Linked DNA regions of Mus musculus: region 1 is linked to region 2. A link is a contact called in public HiChIP or PLAC-seq data. All regions are on one chromosome and are shown on one strand. The core of a region is the stretch at or near the end of the contact, and the rest is flanking DNA. Distances in the headings are between cores, read along the strand shown.

What was found. HiChIP or PLAC-seq counts read pairs in DNA pulled down with a chosen protein or histone mark.
Region 1: a contact with region 2 is called in an H3K27ac HiChIP or PLAC-seq map of heart atrium, with 14 read pairs. The contact joins the promoter of Slc10a6 here to the enhancer-like site in region 2. A contact is called at or near these places in 1 of 39 promoter capture datasets (macrophages), 1 of 15 datasets of contacts at CTCF or cohesin (the NIH/3T3 cell line), 3 of 484 Hi-C or Micro-C datasets (muscle stem cells and uterus), 2 of 115 datasets of contacts at active chromatin or transcription factors (embryonic stem cells and heart atrium) and 2 of 9 other capture datasets (adipose tissue and pancreatic islet).

Annotation. Positions count from the first base shown.
Region 1 is chr5:103,625,312-103,631,294 of GRCm38.p6, reverse strand. It overlaps Slc10a6 (solute carrier family 10 (sodium/bile acid cotransporter family), member 6), which reads left to right and starts at 1,892. Exons shown (of 6, transcript NM_029415.2): 1 at 1,892-2,439. The coding sequence starts at 2,063.
Region 2 is chr5:103,590,359-103,596,453 of GRCm38.p6, reverse strand. It overlaps Ptpn13 (protein tyrosine phosphatase, non-receptor type 13), which reads right to left. Exons shown (of 48, transcript NM_011204.2): 45 at 5,101-5,438; 46 at 2,732-2,947; 47 at 1,775-1,837. Among named protein-coding and RNA genes, the nearest start is that of Slc10a6, 36 kb to the left of the region's middle. Within about 2 kb of position 3,478, at least 56 of the 459 cell types and tissues checked have an H3K27ac peak or open chromatin away from gene starts, as enhancers often do. A contact at or near this core is called in adipose tissue, heart atrium, muscle stem cells and 1 more, where this site is marked.

The sequences.
Region 1 (5,983 bases), core at 643-3,142, 36 kb before region 2:
GAGGAAGGTAGTTATAAATACCAATTAAGGCCACGTAACCAGTTGCAGAAACGAGGATTATAAAGTAATATGAATGCCCATTGTAAATTTACTAATGCGTTTGCGATTGTACGAGGGATAGTTATATCAAGTTAGGCGTATTTACAACCTTGTTATTGTTTCATGTGAACATGAGATATTATTTGTGTCAAGTTGACAAGGGGTGGATTGTAGTGGCTATTCCTGGTTGTCAACTTGACAATATTTGGAATGAACTACAATCCGGAATTGGAAGGCTCACCAGTGACCCTTATCTGGAGGCTTGGAGATCCTTATCTGGATCTTGGTTTGAAGATCTTGAGCCATAGTGGCTATGGATTCCAGAAGATTGAATCTCCGAGTTAAGGAACACACCTTTAATCTGGGCTATGCCTTTCATCTGGGATTAAAGGTGTGGTGGAACACACCTTTAATCTGGGCTACACCTTTTGCTGGAGACAATATAAGGACATTGGAAGAGGGGAGTCTAGCTCTTGCTCCTGCTCCTTCGCCTGCTTGCTGCGTGAGACTGAGTAACTGCTAGATCCTTGGACTTCCATTCACAGCTGTGACTGAACGATTGTTGGGAATTGAGCTGCCGACTGTAAGTCATCAATAAATTCCTTTATTATCTAGAGACTATCCATAAGTTCTGTGACTCTAGAGAACCCTGACTAATACACTGTCCTTATTTTTTGAGACAAGGTCTCTCACCAATCCTGGAGCGCACCGATTTGGCAAGAGCAGCTGGCCACTGAGCTCCAGGGATTTTCCTGTGTCTGCCTCCTCACTGGTAGAATTTTTTTTTCTCTTGTGTGTGTCGTGGGCTGAGACAGAGCCTGACTGAGCTGCTGTTGGGATGTGTCTTCTGTAGCTTGTCTTTACATTTCACCTGCACTCAACCTGTGAACAAGTGGAGTCAGCATGCCGCCATGGTCATTTTGTCATGGAACCGGTTTGCCAAACCAAGAAGAAGCCCAGCAAGTATCTCTCTTAAGGAAGGGGAGGGGTTGACAAAATGAGCCTTGTTCTCACTCAGCACACTGCAAACAAACAAAGAGACAAACAAAAACACCTCTGCTGTCAGCGGGAAGAGGGTGGCAGCTGATAGTTTTGAACTTTGATCTCCCAGAACCATACTGTTGTGGTCTGCTTTTCCCTCAGCTTAGAATGGGCCATGGTGCACAGCATCAGAAGTGGTCCTCAGACTACACTCTCCAAGGGAACATTTGCAAGACTCCCAGACTTCACTAGGTGGCCCAAGGGTGCGTGTCTCAAAGTTGACTTAAGTCTCCAAAAGAAGAAGACAGCTCCCTTGAATTGTGTTGGGAGGGAAACGAGTTTCCACACGTTTTATGAGACACAACCAAGTGTTTAATTCCATTTTATTCTATTCTCACAGGTGTCTAATTATTGGCTTTAGACACAAATCCTCAGAGAAATGACAGAAGAAAAAGAAAGGGCCAATTTAAAGTCTCCTGAACTGATCCTCAGCCTCTGATGTTTTCCAGGCTGGCCTGCTTCTCTTTACTATCTGAAGTGTTTTGTGAATGCCGGCTGTCAGGCCGGCCAGGGAGGCGCGGCTTTGGCACAGCTCTCCTTGTTTTTTCCTGACTTAGTCGTTCAGTCAGCATAACATCACAGCCCTGCTGTTTGAAATCCCTGCTGCATTTGGAGAAGTGATGTCTTGGCATCTGGCCTACTTCCCTAGAACACGATGTGCCACTGTCGACATGGGCCAGGCATTCCAGCTGACAATATGCTCATCTGTCTCATTCCCAGCATTGAACGCTCAGTGGCTAGCGAAATTAGAGTGGAAAGCCCAGCTTCCCATCATTTGCTGTGTTTCCTGCCCAAGCACATTACTTTTACCAAGTCCCTTGGGAATAACTTGATCAGATTAGCATGTGGTTAGCCAATAGCAACTGGAAGGACTCTCCACGTGTTACTTTGTTGCGTTATTAGGAACTGTGTCTGGGAAGACCTGCCCAGTGCTTGCTACTCATGTTCCTTTGTGTTCCTGTGTTCTAATTCATGAGAGGAGATGAGCACAGACTGTGCGGGCAACTCCACCTGCCCTGTCAACAGTACGGAGGAAGACCCGCCCGTGGGAATGGAGGGCCATGCGAATCTAAAGCTGCTTTTTACAGTGCTCTCGGCTGTGATGGTGGGTTTGGTCATGTTCTCTTTTGGATGTTCTGTGGAGAGTCAGAAGCTCTGGTTGCACCTCAGAAGACCCTGGGGCATCGCAGTGGGCCTGCTTTCCCAGTTTGGACTTATGCCTCTGACAGCTTATCTGTTAGCCATTGGCTTCGGTCTGAAACCATTCCAAGCTATTGCTGTCCTCATGATGGGGAGCTGCCCTGGGGGCACCATCTCTAATGTTCTCACCTTCTGGGTTGATGGAGATATGGATCTCAGGTAAGTCGACAGAAGGGAAGCTCTGCAGGGTTGCCCCATCTCTGTCTGGGAGTCTGGGGCACACAGTTGTGCTTAAAGAAAAGATTTAAGCAATCTCTGGGTAGCTCTGAGTGGGAAGTACTTCAAACATCACTGAGCCTTGGACAGACTCTCTGAGCCCGAGCTCGCTCTGCTGTGATTAGCTAGCTTCTGCTTTCATGGCAGCCTTTTCTATCCTGAGCAAGCACTTGGTTCGTATGCAGTAAGGACCTCTCCTAAGCATAGACTCGTCCCATGCCTTTTGGCATCTCTAACAATAATTTCCCAGGACGTCACCAATTATCCCACACAGCTGATGCTAATGGTGGTGGTGGCAGCAAGAGATATCAACCAAATGAAACCCACCTGGCTCTTTTTCGTTTTCTTTTTTTGGTCTCTCTTTATCTACTTCGCTCTCAGCAGTGTTTCCAAAATATCCTTGTTTCGAGGTAACGTTTTAGGTCCATGCACAAGGACTCTGGAGTACCTGATAGATGTGACTGGTGTGATTTAGGGAGCACTTGGAACCCCAGGATGAAAAACACCTTGTTGCCTTTGCTTCCTAGGTTTAAGCCAGAGCTGATTCCTGCTATGGGGTAGATCAATAGTCCAGGAGAAATTGAACTTTACCATTTACTCAAATGTTAACAAGGGTGAATGAATCACAATTTTGAAGTCAAATATTTTGATGGGAAAGAGGGAAAGAGAAGAGCCTTTGAAGAAAGACTAGATGAGTCAGTATTGGGGGAGGGGGATGGAGAGTTAAAAACAATGGTCTTTCTAGATTCTTTGCTTGTAAGTGCGCTTAAATCCTGCCTGGAGAAAATGCACCATATAAATTTAAATCTTTGCATGTACACACCATTGGAGATTTACCCCAGGATGAATGAATGAATGAATGAATGAATGAATGGAGTCAGCAGTTGTGACTGAAATGGGAGTTGACATCAGTGAGTCAGCTTCAGTTTTGGTTTCTAGTTCTCTTGCACATACTGAATATTTCGTATATGGAACAGATTTCACTTATACATTTTAATAGGTGCATACCACATAGACAGGTAATTAACCTGTCTTGTATGGTAATGACTCTTAGTCACTCACTTACAAGAGACTCAAAAGGAAATTCTTGATTACCTTGTATCTCCACTCCTAATGCCCCTTACTTGAAGTTCAATGAAGTTGTCCATCAACACTCACCTGACAGTGATGAAGTCCAGGCCCTGAGGACTTCTGGAAAGAAAGGAAACTGGTATTCAGAGGTCCTGGGGAGGTGTGGGCTTCACCTTCTCCCGGATTCTCATAGTCACCTTGTAAGTGACCTTTTATTATTCTGAAAGAAAAAAAAAAGATTCAAGTCAGTTTAGTAGCTCAGCAATAGCTGCAAAGAATAGAGCAGAGCTCACGCTGGAATTTGCATCGGTTTTATATCTGTTTGTAACTTAGTTTTCCCCATGACGTTTGGCAGCACAACTGCATCATCTGGAGTAAGATCTGAAGTCTTTAGCAGTGTTTTGAAACACTTCTGCGTAAGAGAATATTTATCACCAGTACCCCTGCTTCATCTTCGTTGTCACAAACACACTAATGAACAGAAAGTGTGTGGAAGAAACCTTTTGTTTCTTGTTACCAACTGTTTATTTTGCTTTTGTTTTATTGAGACAAGGTCTCATATAGCCCAGCCCGGCTTTGAACTCCTGCTCTTGTTGTCTCCAATTCCCTAGTGCTGGGATTACAGGTGTGTACTACCATGTCTGGCACCAACTCTGTCCTCAGTAGGCTTTGTTGTGCTTGTTTTGGGATTTTGGGGTTTTGTTTGTTTGTTTTTGTTTTTGAGGCAGGGTTTCTCTGTGTAGTCCTGGCTGTTCCCAAGCTCACTTTGCTCGAACTCAGAGATACTTCTGCCTCTAGAGTGCCAGGATTAAAGGTGTGTGCCATCCTGTCTGGCTTAATCAGTTTTAAACTTAAAAAAAAAAGTATTCACTTATTTTAATGTATGTGGATGTTTTTCTTGCATGTATGTTTGTGCACCACATGCATATCAGGTTCCAAATGAAGCCAGAAAAGGGTATTGAATTCTCTGGAACTGGAGTTATAGATGGCTGTTTGCCACCATATGGGTTTTAGGGATGGAACCTAGGTCCTCTGGAAGAACAGTCAGTGCTCTTACCACTGAGCCATCTCTCCAGCCCTACCATTTAGATGTGATTAAAGTAACACACGCACATATGACACAGAGCCAGTACACAGTAGGCATTCAGTAAACGTTAGGTGTTTTCTTTGGCAAGTACTCCACCATTTCGTGCCTATATCCTGTGCTTTTTTTTTTTTTTTCCTAAATTTTGATTTTGAGTTTCCTAAACACAATTTGTTGGTGTATTTTGAGATAGGGTCTTTCAGTGTTGCCCAGGTAGGTCTCAAATTCAATAGCCTAGACTGGCATTGAGATGATAACAATCTCTCTCTCTCTCTCTCTCTCTCTCTCTCTCTCTCTCCCTCTCTCCCTCTCTCTCCCTTTCTCTTGACAGGGTTTCCCTGTGTAGCCCTGGCTGTCCTAGAACTCACTTTGTAGACCATTCTGGCCTTGACCTCAGAGATCCTCCTGCCTCTGCCTCTGCCTCTGCCTCTGCCTCTGCCTCTGCCTCTGCCTCTGCCTCTGCCTCTGCCTCTGCCTCTGCCTCTGCCTCTGCCTCTGCCTCTGCCTCTGCCTCTGCCTCTGCCTCTGCCTCTGCCTCTGCCTCTGCCTCTGCCTCTGCCTCTGCCTCTGCCTCTGCCTCTGCCTCTGCCTCTGCCTCTGCGTGCTTGGATTAAAGGTATGTGCCACCACTGCCCAGCTCCAGTGTATACTAATTTTAGAGTATATACTAAAAATTAGATTTTGAAAGCTTATGGATAGAACACTAATTAATGCTTAAATCTCAGGAAAAGTATCAACTAGACTATTCCATCTTCATGGGTAAAACCATGCCCGTATTACAGTGTGTTGATTCACACACCTATGAAAGTCACAGTAGAGCTCGGTGGCTGGTCTTGGATCGGCACTCTCTCCACAGTGCTGGATGAGATTGAAGTGTGCTTCACCCTACATCTTTATTTCACAAATGGGGAAACCAAGGCGAAGCTCTTAGAGATGACCCCGGGTGTAGTTCCATTGCTTTATTTATTCTGGGGGTGTTTTTTTCATGCACCCATCTTAAGCAGGTGTTTCAAACTAGAGCAGTATCTATGTACTGTGCATGACAGTGCCCGGTGCCTTCCCAGCATCCTGCACGCCTCACTGTCGTCTTCTCCTGCTTCAAGGACTTGTTCCCCTCCTCACACACACCCTTTCCTCCCCGCTCCTGCCTTAGTTTTTTCAGCTTGCTCTCAGGCCAGCACTCTTGCTGTGTTCATCGCTCTAGTGTCCTGTCATCCATCCATCTGTTGCTTCCTTGGGTCATACTCTTGTGAGTTCTTTCATGGCTAATCATTGTATCCTCCAGTGTTCTCTCCAAATTCAGTCTTTCTGTTATCATTTTATTGTAAATAG
Region 2 (6,095 bases), core at 2,229-4,728:
ACATCACACACACTGATTCTGCTGTTGCCCCTCCCCCATCACTCTTACTCCCCACACCCTGGCTACCTCTTCCTCCCTATAAGTCCCTCTCCCTCACTCCTATCTTTCTTGTTTTGTGATTCACACAGACTTTAAGCAGGGCCCTGTATGTGATCCTGTGCTAGGGACTATTCACTGGAATCCAGAGGGCTCGTCTGTGGGCAAACGACTGAACAAAGGAGTTACACTATTGTTTTTAATTTTGGACAGGGTCTCACCAGGCAGCTCTGATTGGCCTGGAACTCACTATACAGACCAAGCTGGCTTCAGACACCGAGGGGTGGGGCACTGGGCCTGGCTGGAGTTATTTTCTTATGGTGTCACTGTTCTGAATTCAGTTCTCAGACGGCAATGGCTGGCTTCCTTCACACCTCTACGCTAAAGTGCTTATCACTTTCAGAGCCACCGGATGGCCTGTCATCCTCAGGGCCCCACTGGAGTGTCTCGGGCTCTGTGGCAGGGTGTGTCTGATTCAGTGGTGTGTCCCAGGCACTGGGAGAAACTCCTGGTGCTCAGATCTCAAATGTTGTGAATGAACACTCAGGCAAAAAGAGCTCTTACATACAGATCAGCATGGCTTCCTTAGCTAGAAAGCAGCTTAAGGCTTACCGAGCCTTCATCTGAATCAAAACTCAGCATGACTGGAAAGTGGCCAAGTTAAAGTCGGAAATGGCTATGTTTTTAAGAGGCAGATAAATGTGACTCTGTGGAGAAGCGAGAATGATTGCTTTAAGTCTACCTCACAGTTCCAATCTAGAAGGAAGGAAGGACTTAGCCATGCTGGGCTCTAGCACAGTGCATTCACTTCCTGTGACGGTAGCTTCAGCTGGGGATGGGGTGATGCCGTGTACATTCAGTTTTAGGAAAGAGGAGTGAACACAACAGAAACAGCTGTGGGGGCTGTCTGGCAGGGCCTGCGGTCCTTCTCGGCCTCTCTGAGCTGCTGCTGTCTGAAAGGCTGGTGACTGAGATGGGGAGGAACCCCATCAGGCAGCAGGCAGAGCCATTCTCACTCGGAGCCTCCAACAAGTCCACCCTTTATGAGCAACTTAGTGGGGACACTGCATCCCTTCTTCCCTCTCCCCACCTTTCCCCTCCCTCCCTGTGTGTGTGTCTGTGTATGTATGTGCCTGTGTGTGTGTCTGTGTATGTATGTGCCTGTGTGTGCATGCATGAGGAGCCAGATGACAGCCCTGGGTAGGTGCCTCCCCGCCCCTCCCCTAACCCCCTGCTTTTTTGAGACAGGGTCTCTCAATGGCTGGAGCTCATAAATTTAGGAACTTGCCTGAGTCTGTCCTCCCAGTCTATGCCTGGATTTTCGTGTAGGTTTTGAGGCTCAAACCTAGGACCTCATGACAGTACTTCACTGAGGAGCTATCTCCCCAGCTCCTGTTCTCCATTAAAAAAATAAAAATTTTAAGGTAGTATCTAAAATGATAGTCTGAAATTCCCCCTTTTTTTTTTTCTGAATTAGTCTTAATGCTATAGAAGGGTCCTTTATGACAAGAGATGTTGGTTTTATGTTATAACATGGAAGGAAACCTTCAAAGAGATCACTGGGCAAAGGGTAGAGCCTTCCTCTGTCATCCTGTTACCTGAAGGCTGAGATGAGAAGAGCGCTTGAGCCCAGGTTAGCCTGGGCCATAGCAAGATCATCTCAGAAAGACAGACAGAAAGAGAATACAAATTCAAGAGCAACTTTTAAACTATTAGTCTCAGAAGAAGTCCTCCTCACCTCGGTCTGCACCATGCCGTGCCTCTGAAGCCTCATGCAGCGCACTAGGTCAGAGATGTCGAACTGCCGGGACACAGAGTGGTGCGTTAGACACAAGCTGGGTGATGCGAAGGCGTCCCCTGTGGGGTCCTCACCCCTGCCCCTCCTCACGACTCGTCAAACTCTCCAGTATAATGACTTCCTGAAGTGACCTTCTATGATACAGTATTTCTAAGAACTAGAGTCTACTATGTTTGAACGTCTTTGATACACATTCTCTTCCTCTGACATTTAGCTAATTTCTTAAACTATAAAAAAATAATGTAAGCAATATTCCTCACACTAATGTCCAGAATAAAATTCCATTTCCTTTTAATTTAGCTGATGCTTGACAGTCTGAGACGAGGGCAGACTGGACTGCTGGGTGTGCCCCACTTCAGTTATCATAGGTTATAGGAGTATCAAGAACTGGATAGAACTGCATCATCTAAAACCCTTTAAGAGACAGACCCTTTAATCTCTATATCTCTATCATCTACCTATCTACACACATACATATATATATACATACTATATATTGATTATATACAATATACAATTATATCCAAAAACTATATATATATTTAAATACAAGATATTTTGGCAATTAAGGAAGTTTCATACGAATTTAGATTAGAGTCAAAGTAAGATCACACTGTTACTTGCTTTATTAATATTTAAAAATTAAGAGTAACTACTTAGAGTAATAGATTAGTATTAATTTTCAAACAAAATTACCAATTTCTTATCTATAGGTAACAAGGACAAAGCTCAATATTTTTCTTTTTAAAAGTGGACTGTCTTTTGGACTTTGGTATTTCCTGTAGTCATGGCAACAGTACTGACTTGCTCTCACAGAGAAGCTTACTGTCTGTACAAGGTGAAACAACACATTTAGACAGTCACATCGCCCAGCACTCGGCCGTATCTTGTACTTACTTCCAGATCCTGGCTGATTAAGCCTAGGACCACGTCTATGCAAATGAGGGTTCCTGAGCGTCCAATGCCAGCGCTGCAGTGTGTGATGACTGGGCCCGACCTACGGATGTGTCTCATGTAGGAGATGAATGTGAGCAGGTCGTCTGGCTGCGACGGTGTATCGTGGTCTGGCCAGGCAGTGAAATTCAGATGAGAAATATGTCGCACCTCCCCTGTCTGAAAGTGTAAAATGTAGTGAGTTACAATGTCACCTGTCCCTAAGTCAGGTCCTTACAGTATCATTTCCATCTTTCAAATTTGAGTGGTATATTGAATCAGATCAAAAGAAAAAATGGAAGAGATAAAAAGGTATAAACATACAAAGCTGGGTATGGTGGCATATGCCTAATTTCCAGTATTCAGACCAAGAGAGGAGGACGGAGTATTCAAGGCCAGCTTAGGGTACAGAGCAAGACTGTGGCTAAAACCGACAACAACAGATTGAAAAATACACGGACTGCATCACCACCGCCCAGTCCTAGTGGCTAGGGATGGTACCCAGGCCTCTGTGGGCTCATTTAAGTGATATGTTTGGCAATGTCAGTCTCAGAACTTTATTCTTTCTTTCCCATTAGAACTCCTCCTCCCCCAGCATCCTCTGGTTTTATTATCTGCTTCGTTTTCCTCAAATGCAGCCTCTCAGGCCATCCTGTGTTGTTGAACACACAGCCTGTATCTCAGAGTCCAGCAACCCTTCCTTTCGGTTTTGTTTTCCCAGCAGCACGACTAACACAGCCAGCCCACGCCCACGCAGGCAGCAAGCTCCATGTGGGTACTGAACGGCTGTCTGCCTGTTGTTAAAATGCTGGACCTGGGGTCCATGCCAGGGTTTGAGTTGGACTACTCTACTGTGATTCATGATCAGGTCACCTGAGGAACACGAAGTGCTAAGCTCATCTGAGCAATGGGTAAGCTCGTGTGAGCCAAAACATCACCTGGCAGGACCTAGGAGCATTAATTAAAATGTGTTAACTAAAATGTTTAGGTTTCATAAAGGAATAAAAGCTCTGACACTTTGTAAATAATAAGGAAAGTCTCATAACACGTTTATATGTCGCCAATGGAAGTGAATCAGCATACTGTTTTGTTTTTGTTTTGTTTTGTTTTCCTTCTAGAAAAGCTGAAGAAAGCTCAGGGGTAAAGTGCTTGTCACATAAGCATGGAGTCTGAGCTTGCATCCCCAGCATCCACAGAAAAAGTTGGGCATGGGGACTGCCCTTTAATCCTGTGCTGGGGAGATGGAGTCAGGAGGATTCCTGGGGCTGGAAGGCAGCCGGAGCAGTTCAATCTGGGAGCTCCGTGTTCAGTGGCCGAGTCTTTCTCAAGGGAGGCAGAGAGCCACAGAGGAAGGAAGATTCCTACATCAGCCTCTAGCGTACACGTGCGCACAGACATACCTACACATCTATGTACACACACAAACACATATACACACAGAGAAGGAAAAACAAAGAAACGTTGAAGAAAGTTAAAGACTCATGAGCAAACATGGCTTTGCATAGCTCATATTTCCGGGAAGGGTGCACCAGGTGAGGGAATGCCACACTGAAGAGACAGACGGCTGGCTCTGTCTAAAGGCCGATCACAAGCTAGCATGCACTAGTTTTATCCAGTGTGTCTGGCAAGTGTGTCAATGACAGCTGATATGGCACAGCTGTGCACACCCGCTAAACATGTAGGCTGCCTTCACCGGACGTGTTCTCATAGCCACAGATTTCTTAAAACAGCTTCAATTAGTCTACTTAGATATTGGACCCTGTAGGTGTTAAACAAAGCAAGTTTCATCAGGTGTGCTGGCACATGCCTTTAATCCCAGCACTTGGCAACCAGAAGTAGGCCAATCTAGAGTTCAAGGCCAGCTTAGCCTGGTCTACAGATCGAGTTCCAGGACAGCCAGGGCTACACAGGGAAACCTTATCCCGAAAAAAAACAACAACAATAATAATAACAACAACAGTAATGGTTCTATGTACACTGCAGTTTATGAACTGTTTTGTGCTGTTTATTCCTAAGCACAGACTGATGATCATGTTAAAACCCCATGTTTGTTCTAATACAGCATCTACCAGATGAAACTGAATGAGGGCCACTCTTAAAACTCTACTGGAAGCTGCGTGTGGTTTGACAGGATCACACATTCCTGTAATCCCAGTACCCAGGAGACAGAAGCAGGGGGATCAGGACTTCCAGGTTGTTGTAGCTGTATAATGACTTTGAGGCCAGTCTGGGCTACGTGAGACCTGGTCTCAAAAATAAAAGATAGTAGATGCCCTGCTTTTGTTGTGGCCTCCCGGAGAGCGTGCAGGTCTGCTTTCTGACGAGTGACTGACCTGAATATCCTCCAGGGCCATCACCCGCACGATGAAGCCCTTCAGCTGCTGCATCCTCAGGAGGGCCAGGCGCAGCCTCTCGTTGGCCATGGTGGTTGTGCCCAGGATGCTTGGCCAGTACCGCTGGCATTTGATCTTTTCTCCTTCCACCTCCTGCGTCATCATTGCTATCACCGTGGAGTTCTGCTCCCAAACCATCTGCCAAAAATCCCCCACAGTGGTGGGCAACGGCCCCTGGCAGGCAATGTACACGAATTCCTGGGTCCCCACCGGGATCCTGATGAAACTGGCATTGATGTATCCACCTTCATCTCCAAGAGGCACTCTTGTGGTGTCATCTGTGAATGTCCACAGCAAAAGGGCATGTCACCACCATGTATTGTCACCACAAGTTTCACAAGAAGCTGGAGTCAATGACTACAATGGTTCCTAGGGCCCTCCTTGTGTGTGTGTTGATGATGTGCATTTCAACCAGCAGCAGTCCAGATCATATTTATGGTGTTTGTTACACTCTATCTAAATGTCAGCTTGGTGGCTTTCTATGAAACTTGGGGTTTACTGACATAGAGTTTGTATTACAAGTGTGGTAACATGTAACAAAGTAACTTAACAAACAGTAGACCATCACAGTAAGTAAGGAGGGAAACAAACATAAACATTGTTACTTCTCTGTCAGTATTTAGATACCAGTGACAAGGGTTCTGAATGATGGAACAAACTCTTTCATAGAACAAAAGCTCGCTCTGAAGTGACACTGTCAAAGTGGCTGCTAGGGACATGACTGACATCTCTAGATCTTGTGGATACGTGAGGAGAATCTTTTATTTTGTCACTTTGTATTATTTATTTGAGTGGCTTTTGTGTGTGTGTGGCTGCCACCCACACATGTGGAGGACAGAAGACACCTTAACAGGACTGTCTGTCTCCCCTTGGTGGCAAGTACCTTTCTTTACCTGGCCTCATAGTTTAAATATTTATAAATTTAATAAGTTAGT